Regions from separate parts of the Mus musculus genome. Here region 2 is linked to region 1. A link is a contact called in public HiChIP or PLAC-seq data. All regions are on one chromosome and are shown on one strand. The core of a region is the stretch at or near the end of the contact, and the rest is flanking DNA. Distances in the headings are between cores, read along the strand shown. Region 1 holds the start of Glra1 (glycine receptor, alpha 1 subunit). Region 2 has its middle 76 kb from the start of Glra1.

Region 1 (5,778 bases), core at 2,688-5,187:
TATTATACATAACATAAGTTCACCGTTGCTGACTTCAGAAGCACCAGAAGAGGGTGTCAGATCTCATTATGGGTGGTTGTGAGCCACTATGTGGTTGCTGGGATTTGAACTCAGGACATTTGGAAGAGCAGTCAGTACTCTTACCTGCTGAGCCATTTTGCCGCCCTCTTCTTTTTTTTTTTTTAATTGTATTACAATTTTTTCTTTTATTTTGTATGGGAGAGGTGCATGTGTGTGGGTACATACAAAGTATAGCTCCCACAGGAAAGTCAGTAAACAACTTTCAAAATATACATTATATATATACATTTTATATACACATTTGATATGTTATAAATATATAGTACATAAATATATTTATATATATATAATTTTCATTATCCATTCATTTGTTGTTTGGTAGATAGATTGATTCCAATTCTTTGCTATAGTAAATAAACAATCAATAAACACAGGGTACAAATGTCTTTATGACAGAGTATAAAATTATCTGGGTATATGTCCAAGAGTGAAATAGGTGAGTCATGTGATAGTTCTATTTTTAATTTTTGAGAAATCTGTAAAATAATTTCCACAGTAGCTGTATTAATTCACATCCCCCAGAAGTCACAAGAGTGAATAAGGGTCCTTTTCTCTCCTTTCCAACATTTCTTGTCAGGTTTGTTGATGATAGCCATTCTGACTGGGGTGAGTATACCAACGTGGTTTTAATTTCCCTTCCCCTGACAGTTAGGGCTACTCAATACTTTTAAAACCGTTATTGACTATTTGCGAGGGGGAAGGGGGTTGGTTTTTGTTTTGTTTCGTTTTTGTTTTTTTGAAGACTGCCTAGTCAATTATTCATTTATCTGTTGTTTGGTAGTTTTATTTCCTTGGGATTTATTTTCTGCAATTCTTTGTAAATTCTGGATAGTAGCCTCTTGTCTGGAGTGTAGATGGTAAAGATTTTCTACCGTTCTATAGATTGTCTGACACCTCTGCCGATTGTTTCCTCGGCTACACTGAAATTATTATTTTCATCTCATCACAGCAGTTGATGTTTGGGAAGAAATTAATGAAATTGAGTATAAAAAATAATAATACATAAAATCCACCAAAGAGTTGGTTCTTTGGAAAAAAGGAATGAGCTACGCAGCCCCTTAGTTACCTGGCTCACTTGTCTCAGAAGCAGCTGCACACCCCAGGAGTTCAGACCCACCATTTATCCCATGCCTGGGACTTAGTCAATTCGTGTGTGGACTGAATGAGAGTGTTGCCTCATAGCAAGCAGAACACAACTGTCTCTCTTTTGTGCCATAGTCACTCTCTTCTCTTGTATAGGCCACAAAGTGGAAAATATTCACACTCACCATCAGCAACACACACACATATACACACACACAGACACACACTTCCATCATGGAAAGAGTAACAGAAAATGCTAGACATTGTATTCATATCCAACTATGCAAGTGTTTCCTAGCCAGATGAAGCAAGAATACAGTTGCTGACTTCTTACTTGTTTTAATGTCTCTGGGGCACCACACACATTGACACATATTGATACATATATGTGACATAAACACGCATATATGAATAGCATAAATATATGTGGACAGAAATCAATTGCAAACAGAAATATATAAATACAAATAAACTCTTCCAAGTTCACTTAGAATAAATGTAGGAGACAAATCAAAAACAAATTATACACATGGGAGTATACACACTCATTAGGCTAGGCATGGTAGTGCATGGTTTTGGTCCCAGCATTCAGGGAGCAGAATCAGGTAGACCTCTGTGAGTTTAAGGCCAGGTTGGTCTACATATCTAGCTCCAATACTAAGTTCTACGCCAGACAAGACAACATAATGAGACAGAGAGAGAGGGAGAGAGGGGGTGGGGGGAGATCCCTGGTGTAGGAAAGCCATGAAAGAGTCCTTTCTGGCACCTGCTTCTGCAGTACAAGAGAGTGAAGTTCTGCTAGTCTCATCCTGAGCTGGGAAAGGAAGCTTTGCTTGGGAAAAGACCTGAACTTGCAGAGAACAGAGAACCATTGCCCCAAGTAAGGAATTCCTGAATATGCTGGGTAAATAGAAGGACTGTCTTCCCTAGGCAGCATTGGAACGGAGAGTCCCCAGAATCCCCAGTGAGTTCCAGCAGGCCAGAAAATCCTGCAGAGGCTATTAATCCACTAAAGTCCCCTAGCTGGGAGAAAATCTGATTAACTCTACCTCTCCAGATGGGCTCAACTGTGAAATGTATATCTCATTTCTGAAAGTCAGATAAGGTAGAGAAAAAGGCAGGTGAAGAAGAATTAGGGAAGGAGTGCCGTAGGAAAAAGATGCATGCATGCACTCCTTGGTTTCTCCATTAATTTGGAGCTCAGTTTTTCCAGCCTGTGTGATGTGAATCAAATGTCCTCTGTTCCAATGGAAGAGTGTATCTTCTATCTCTTTCAAAAGAGTCAGGCAGGTCAGCTCTCCCTTAACCCTAGAAACTTTAAAAAAAAAATCCTGAATTTCCCGACCACAGTAATCCTGGAAAGAGACTTACTCTATCTACCAGACCTTTTTTTTTTTTTTTAAGTCTTCTGGGCTCAAATATTATACCTTCAGTGCTTCAACAAAATTGAGGGACCTTGTTCCATTGACCCTTTTAAAATGGAAACAGGTGCAGCAGCTCTCCACGGTCAAACATTAGGCAGAGCTTGGGAAGTCCTGTGGAAGACTATAAGGAAATTTTGAGGGAGCCAGAGGAGTCAAGGACACCACAAGAAAACCTAGAGAGTCAACTCACCTGGGCCTGTGGAGGTTCACAAAGACTGAACCACCAACCAAAGAGCATGCATGGGCTGGTCCTAGGCCCTCAACACATGTAGCAGATGTGAAGCTTGGTTCCATGTGGATCCCTGAACAATTGGAGCAGCAGGAACTGTCTCTGACTCCATTCCCTGCCTTCCCCTAACTGGGCTGCCTTATCTGGCCTCAGTAGGAGAGGATGCTCTTAGTCCTGCTGTGACTTGATAGGTCAGGGCCAGCTGGTACCCACAAGGGGCATTCCTTTCTCTGAGGAGGGGGTGTGAGAGTGGGACTTGGAGGAGAGGAAGAAGAGGGGCTGCAATTGGGATGTAAAATGAATAAACGAATTAATGAAAAAAATGATAAACTGAGTCTGCCTGAGCACATCTGGACTGAGGCTCATGGTGTTTTACTTACATACAGCTATTTTTTAAAAAATCATGGTAAGGATTTTGAAAGACTTAAAAGATAAATTCCATGACCTCTCTGGAGCGACAGAAGACCTGAAAAGACCCTGAGGCCTGGGAAGTGCATGAGGCTGGTCTCTGCCAGCACTCCAAGGGTTAAACTCAAGCCAGAGCCTAACGTGCAATTGGCCGAACCTGGAGAGAAGATATGGTTTTCGCAGCTGCGGGCCAATGAACACTCCGAGTGGGAGGGTTTGAAGCTTCTAAGGAGTTTTTCCCCCCATTTTCCCCTCTCCACCCCCTCCCGTCGGTCCTCGCCCCCACCATCCTCTACGCCGCCAGTTTGTTAAATTAATGCAGTAAGAAAGTCTGAAGATCTGAGGGAGTCTGGCCAGAAGAAGATGGGCGAGCTTAGAAATTGGAGATGCCTGTGAAAGCTTGGGTTCTTGAGCCCTGCTGGGAAGCCATGGACCCCAGCAGCCCCTGAAAGTTGTGGTGGGCTCTCTTGCTCCTGCAGCCCCAAGCAATGGGACACCTTTCTTGCAGCGATCCCAACTTATTCGTCGGGGACCAGAGAACACGGACTGCAAGGCGGCAGCAGACAGGAACGGAGGCAGGGGAACGAGATTCCGGGACTCGGTCGCGATGCGCCAGCCTGGCACACTCTCCGACATCTAACTGAAGCCAGCACCGTCACCTGCTCCACCCCCCCCCCCAACCCCTAAAACCCCTCGGGCCAGCCCAGGGCCAGAAAGAAGATGCCAGCCGGGTCTAAGGGTCTGAGGCCAGGGCTCTGATCCCCACGGATTTCTTCCTTTCATGGAGCTGGCCATCTCGACAGGAAAATAAGGGTAAAAATAAAGAAGAAGAAGAGTAAAGAAAGAAAGAAAAGAAGAAAATATACCCACCCCCAAACGTGCCTCCCAGCGCCGCAGGGAGCCTCCAGCGAGTAGAGCTTCAGCCGCGCTCTTCCCGCCCGCAGCCGGGCTGGACGCTCTCCGTGGTGCTGAACCTGCACGACTGCCGCTGTCCGCGGTACCTTAGCTGCCTGGCTGCAATTCTCCCCCGGCTCTGACACCTCGTCCCTCTACTCCCTGCCCCCTTAAACATCTGGATTATTATCCCCAGTGGCGCTCTCTGGCTTCGTAAGTGCCCATCGAAAACATTTTTGCACCCCCATAACTCGTGGACTTTACAGCACTAGAATCTGGAAGATGTACAGCTTCAATACTCTGCGATTCTACCTTTGGGAGACCATTGTATTCTTCAGGTACGCGATTTTCTATACTGACCACTATCCTTATGGTGCAATAGGGGTTCAGGAGGAGTAGGGAGGCTGACTCTGCCGCGGCTTCATCAATTGGGGAGGGGGTGCTGTGTGCTGAAGGCCCTTCCATCCCTCTCCTTCCCCCACCCCCCACCCGCAGGGTGTCTGGCTGGTGCGTGTAGGTCCCAGACAGTGGCTGCTCCTGGTTGCTCCGGCAGCGGTTTGCCTGTTCTTTGCAGTCTGTCTGCTTACTGCACTCCCCGCAAAATTGGGGCCCCAGCCCCCTAGCCCCTCTGCTCGTTACCCTTCACTCGACTGAGGACTTAAGGGGAAGCTTTGTGAGTTTTTTAGTTTAATTGGGACCGCATTCTCTCAAACCGCAGTGCTGGAAACCCCGGGTCTCCCGTCTGGGAGCGAAGTGACAACTAGCGGTGACGCGGAAGGTTGCAGTTGGACTGGCTGGGCACAAAACAGCATTCTGTCTCTCTTTTTGTTGTTTTGCTTCGGGGTCAGGGGTTTCTGTAGTTTGGAGCTGGGAAAAAACGCAGTTATGACCGCAGCTTACAAAGCCCTAACTTAAATGCAGATCAGGCCTATTTAATAATAGATGCTAGAAAATATTTTCCTTTTATAACTTTGACTCCCTCCTCCCTGATACACGCTTCTTTCCAAACTCTGTTACAACAGACCCTCCGCTACTCCAAAGGGCAGTTCTTCTTTATGAATGGATGCCTATATCTGCTGCCATAACTAGGCTCCCCACGCCCACCCACTGACTCCTAATTCTCTGCTTACAGACTTGGCATTCTTGTCTTAGTCCAAGTGAAAAGTGAAAAATTACATCTTTAGGAAGTATTGAAACAGATAGGCCTTTCGAAAGTGGGCAAATCATGCCGTCTTCAGAGGAGATGATGATAAATTCCATCTATATGAATTGAGAAATATTCTTCCCAGCTCTGCAGAGATCGTTAATCTTCCTCATTCTAGCGCGTCTGCTTCTCATGTTTTACCACTGTGGTGAGTTAATAGGCATTTGGAAAAAAAAAACCCACTCCGCTTGTTCTAAAAGCTAAACGACCACCAAATAAGATCTTCTCTGATTGTAAAACAGAATGTAAACGTGATTTTATTGCACTGCAAAGAGTTGCTGGTTTGACTGATCCATTGGTTGGTGGTAGGAGTGAGGCCTTCTCTCCCAAGTGACAATTTCTGAAACTGAGCCTCTCTTTGCGTTTTTTCCCTCTAGAGATGATGAAGGTTCATCTTCCCAGGGTTACCCACTGCTAAAGCTTTTAATGCCCTCTTAAAATAATTTTTAGCATCT
Region 2 (5,655 bases), core at 706-3,205, 77 kb before region 1:
AGGAGAACCCACTAATGCACATCATTCAAATACCAGAATAATACCAACACCTTGGATGCTGATTTATAAACTACAATCGCAAGCACAGGACACACAAAGCTTGTGAGAATCACATCGAGCTGCACAGAGGCTGGGCTGAAAGTCAACTCCTCTGCACTGTGCTTGCAGGGTCTATTTGGCCTGGAGTTTGGTATTTGTCAAAGTCCCCTGGATGGCAGAAAGTTTTCTCAAAGGAAGTCCTGAGCAAACACTGATGTCTGCAGGGTTTAGTGAGCATGAAACACAGAAACACAGAAACAGACGTGTCCTGTGCTCAGGGGAGGACAGGACTCCAAACCAAACTGCTTTTCACTACAGAACTTTCTAGAACCTTTCACATGCAGTATATATTGTAACTCCATCAGACTAAGATGCAGATGGTGTCTCCCACAAGTGAGATTCTCCCAGATTCTGATTCTCAAGTCTTTTCCTGAGGAGTGGCCAGTATTCAAAACACTCTTGGGAAATGTCTAGACTATTCTAGCTATGTTCTAGTCAATGATAAAGGACAGAGGCTTAAGCTAGATACAAAATAAGAAGGCAGAGCTGAGGAGATGGCTCAGCAGTTAAAATGCTTGTCTTGCAAGGGCAAGGAGCTGAGTTTGAGCCTCAGAACATATGCCTTAAAAAGCCAGGCTTTGTGCTGTCTGCCTATCACTCTAGAACTGGGAACCAGTATGCATTTTTCTGTTGATGGTAAACTGGCTGATAACCCAAGATGGTGTACACAGGACATTTCCAACTCTCATCTCTGGAGGAGCCCTTGGAGAAGGACTTGGTGATTGGGGAGAGAAGGCTGAGCAACCGGGTTGGTGAGGCATTTCATCCTCTTCTTGAGTCTGAATCAACTCTGAGCTCAGATCTGGAAGTTGGTGACAAGAGGGTCCTAGGACTCACTGGACAGCCAGCCTAGCCTACGTGAAGGTTCCAGGCCAGTGACAGACCATGTCTCATAATCCAAGTTGGACAGTTCCTGAGGAACAATACCTGAGGCTGTCCTTTGGCACACATACACAGAAGGGGAGTGTATGTTCCATTCACCACACACATGACTACACACAGGCAACACACACACACACACACACACACACACACACACACACGCACATGTACACGCTACAGACTAGGGAACCCCATATGAGAGACCATGCAGAATATGATGTGGAGTTCATCTAATGAGTCATATTGCTATATTATCTCCTTTATATGTCATTGGCTTAGACCTGCCTGAGTTTGTAGGATTTTTTTGTATTCATGTTCATGAGGCATGCTGTTGGTTTCCAGGCTGGCTAAACAGCTTAGCAGGTGAAAACATCTGTAGCCGAGTGAGGACCTGAATGGGAGCCTAGAAGAAAACCAACTTTCACAAGTTGTGCTCAGACTTACACATACACACACATACATACATACACACACACACACACACACACACACACACACACACCAATGTAATAATTTTTAAGCCCCAAGCCCCAAATAAACTGCTTTTGCTTCTTCTATCGTTTATTTATCCAGAGCGTAAAGATGAACAAACTCCCCCAGCAGGTGACCCGCCCTGAATACAGATAATCAATCAATGGCTAACTGTGCTGGAAACAGAATGACAGACTGCTGAGGGACAAAGGGTATCCATCAAGGAGACAGAGAGTCATAGAAGGGAGCTTGGGAACCACCTCGGTTAGAAGAGGTGACTCCACCCCCAACAGCTCCATCTCCAGGGTCACTGTTCATTACCATAACCCCGACTTTGAATACAGAGTTCACAGTCTGGGCCTCTCCATCCATCTTTCTGTTGACATTTGGCATCACAAATCTTCCTTTCACCTCCCAAAAGGGTCTTGGTGGAAATGGAGTACCCATCCCCAGCCTCTCCCTGCCTCCGGCCTCTCCCACATTATTCTTCTCTAAGAGTCAACAATAGAAAGCTGTACCACATGACAGTAATGGGATCTGACCTCCTCCTGCAGAGGCTGGGGGCTCAGACCCTGGAGACAGGCCAGCTGGGAAGATGGGACAAAGCAGGGTAAAAGAAAGGGCATGAATATTCAAGCATGGTCAGGGGTTCTGGGAGTCTCTGGCCCTGAAGGGAAGTATAACCACTCCCTCCCACTCCATGGAGCAAAGAGAGGACCAGACAGATGGCACAGAGCCCTTGAAATTCCCACTATCAGCTAGAGAGAAGTTCAGAGTTCAGAGTTGACTCAGACTCAAGAAGAGGGTGAGATGCCCCACCAACCTGGCTGCTCAGCCTCCAAGTCTCCAAGTCCCTCTCTATTGGCTCCTCCGGAAATGAGAGTTGGAAATGTCCTGTGTAAACCATCTTGGGTTATCAGCCAGTTTGCCATCAACAAAAAAATGCATACCAAAAGAAGATATTTCTACCCAAATACCTCTAGTATGTTATTAGTAAAAAGTCAGAATTCATATCTAGCCCTCTGAGACTGTATTTACTACTTGTCCCAGTAAGTGGACAGGAGCTTCAGATAGGACATTGAGGAAATGCCGAGAAGATGACTCAAACTTGCAAAACAGGTTACCAGATTTTCATGACAAACTTAACAGAGAAAATGGGAGTATATATTTAAAAACAAAGCAAATCAAAACAACCCCTGCCTATGATGAGATAGATGCCAGTTCTCAAAGCAAAGGCAGGACAGACTTGGACACAAATGGTAGCCTTTACTTTCTTTTAGAGACAGAGACTGACAGATAAGATTTCTTAGGGACTGGGTGTTAGTACAGCTGCCCTGAGGAAGCTGTGAGCTGGGGCTTAGAGGGTGGGCCGCCATCCCATCTCCCAGGTTAGCTCCCTCAACCCTCACCCCTGCTTTAATCTTTCTTTGCCATTTCACACCCTCTCTTCACTTTAACACAACAATCAAAATCTCTCTGCACCATAGCCCATCCCTTGGGCTCGTCATTCCCTTTGATATGTAGTTCTCTCTCAAGTATGACTGACTTCCCAAGGCTCTCTTTACCATGAGTCTTCATGGCCTTTATTAAGTTCACAGTGATGGCTTTTCAGACGTGGCAGAAACCTATCTCAGATACAGAGCTGAGACTCAAAGTTGCAGAAGAGGGTGATCACAGTGCCTAATCAAAGCTGACTTTGAAAACTCAATCTCCCCTAAGTGCAGTATAGTTAAAGATGATCCTTCCTGTCAGCCCTGGCTGGCAGCCTGTGCAGAGAGCAGACTGTGTGTAGAAATTCAAGTTTTCACACACTGATGTTCACACACAGTGAGAGGATTGTTTCTGTTTATTCTGTGTTTCTTCATACTTACTCCTTTCACCTTGTTTGTGTCCCTCATGTTCCTGAGTCCCTAACACCCCTCCTCTCTGTCAGCTTTGACTGTGGCGTTATGCTTCTGTGATCATTACTATCCCAGAGATATGCCTGTCTTTAACAAGTAAGTTCAGGGCTAGGAAGATAACTCAGCCAGTAAAGTCTTTGCCTTCCAAGCCTGAGGAGCTGAATTCAATGCCCAGAACCCATCTAATAAAGCCAGGTGCAGTAGAATGCACTTGTAAATGCCAGTGCCAAGAGATGGAGATAGAAATGGAAAGATGGCTGGAGCTTACTGGACAGATACCCTATCAGTATTGGGAAGTCGCAGGCCAATGAAAAACCTTGTTCCAAAAAAAAAAAAACAAAAAAACAAAAAAAGCAAAAAAACAAAAAAATAGGTAGGTATGGGATGGCAGCCAAGTTGTCCTCTGGTTTCTCTCTCTCTCTCTCTCTCTCTCTCTCTCTCTCTCTCTCTCTCTCTCTCTCTCTCTCCCTCCCTCCCTCTCTCTCCTCCCCCCCAACCCCATCCCATTTGTTGTCTTGCTTAACTCTTCAGAGAACAATTCCACAATCTCTATCAATCAAGAGGTTCTTCAAGAAATAGGCTTAGAACTCCGGGCTTCCCTGGGCCCAGGAAACCTGAATTTTAAAAAGAGGGGGGATGGGCTCTGTGTGTACTAGGATGTGTGAGCCTGCACCCTACTTCTGCACTTGGCTCACAGGAAGCACAAGATGCACCTCCCCTCTCCCTGTGCAGGAGAGGAGCTTCACGAAACCCTCTGTTGCTCTCCATCCCTGCAGTACTGTGATCCTCCACACAACTTCCTTAGTAGCTTCACTGTCACAGCAGCAGCTTCCCCCACCTGGGCTCAGATCTGCCTTTAATATATGTGACACAGGCCTCGTTTGACCTCCCCAGGAAAGGCTCACAAAAGGTCCTCATCTCACAGAGGACATGAGGCAGTGATGAGCCAACGCCATGCTAACACAAGGGAGCTGAGTCATCAGACCCCCAGGCCCTCAGGCCTCCAGGTCCCCTGAACAACTCCCCCGAGTCTATTGTCAGCTTTATGGTCAATCCCATTTGTCATGTGAATGAGCATCAGGCGTCACTGAGAATCAGTCACTTGCTCAGACAGTGAATGTCACCATGTTCAGGCCTTTCATAACACTAGAGTCAGGCACACTGCTGTCCCAGGGCAGAAAACCATTCTATTGTCTGAGAGTGGGCAGCGTTAACAGTGGGCCGGCCCAACCCTACTACCAATAGCTGAGGATCCAGTGGCCTCTTGCCACTAATCACAGTCAGAACCTCGGACAGCTCACTATGGCCTCCGTGCCATTATCCACCAAAGAAGACCTTGCGCCTTACCTCATGACTGGCACAGATGAATGAGGGGACAAGTTTTGGGGAGAAGGGACATGTGTCTGACCTCAGCCTTCAAAATCAGACACTTTACGGAGCTCCACAAGGGTATACCATGCTGGTGACACCATGAACAGTCTCTACCCATGGACATTGCTGGATTTTTGTCAATTTCAAAAGGGGAACTGGCTAGAGGCCCATCAGGTGACAAAGAGACATGATGTGATTCATACAGGGCACAAATTGTTCAGGGATAAGAGGGGAAACCCCACAGTCTGAAGTCTACTTTGGTCCTAGGCTTTTCTTTCCCCAGCCCCTAAACATAAAGGATCCAGATGTCATCCCGAGCCTTCTGCCCAGAATACCTCAGAGTCTCTATGGTGACTGAAAAATACCATAATAATTGAGGATCCTGGAGGTCACCCATTGCGGACATCTACAGTCCTTGCCTAGCTCCCGACTATGCTCCCCTTCTAAATGTTCCCAACTCTATGGGCATAAAGGCTCCATCTATCTCGCTACCACCTGCCCCCTCCCAAATAGAAGAAACCGGGTTGAAAGGCTGCAGATGCGGTGGACCAGCTGTCCATCTCCCAACAGGTCACCCGCCCACTCTGTTCTTCTTTTCTCCGCCCCTGGCAGGAGCTGGAGCAGAGCCTCAGCCTCAGACGCATCTGCACTGCGCCTTGCTTTCTTCCCTCCCCCTCCCAACCCACGCATTAGCAATCCCACAGTTTTCCACCAGGGCGTCTTTACGAAGCACACTTCTTATGCTTGGTGCAGGGGACACAGAGACACCGGGTGAGGTTGAGAAAGCATCAGAGTGGGGGGTTCGACAAGCCGTTGGGTGTCTACCCACAGGGCAGCAACCTCTATTAGCTACGACCCTGCAGCCCCGCAGTCCACAGGATGTGTGCCCACCCTACAGCCCTGAGCAAAATGAGTTGAGACCCAGCACTCT

The links. HiChIP or PLAC-seq counts read pairs in DNA pulled down with a chosen protein or histone mark.
Region 2: an H3K4me3 HiChIP or PLAC-seq map of neural tube shows a contact between it and region 1, with 2.6 times the contacts expected there. The contact joins the enhancer-like site here to the promoter of Glra1 in region 1. A contact is called at or near these places in 4 of 484 Hi-C or Micro-C datasets (embryonic fibroblasts and embryonic stem cells), 7 of 115 datasets of contacts at active chromatin or transcription factors (differentiating embryonic stem cells, embryonic hindbrain, embryonic stem cells and 1 more) and 2 of 9 other capture datasets (adipose tissue and embryonic stem cells).

Annotation. Positions count from the first base shown.
Region 1 is chr11:55,606,357-55,612,134 of GRCm38.p6, reverse strand. It overlaps Glra1 (glycine receptor, alpha 1 subunit), which reads left to right and starts at 3,937. Exons shown (of 9, transcript NM_020492.4): 1 at 3,937-4,457. The coding sequence starts at 4,402.
Region 2 is chr11:55,681,526-55,687,180 of GRCm38.p6, reverse strand. No RefSeq gene overlaps it. Among named protein-coding and RNA genes, the nearest start is that of Glra1, 76 kb to the right of the region's middle. Within about 2 kb of position 1,955, at least 11 of the 459 cell types and tissues checked have an H3K27ac peak or open chromatin away from gene starts, as enhancers often do. A contact at or near this core is called in neural tube, where this site is marked.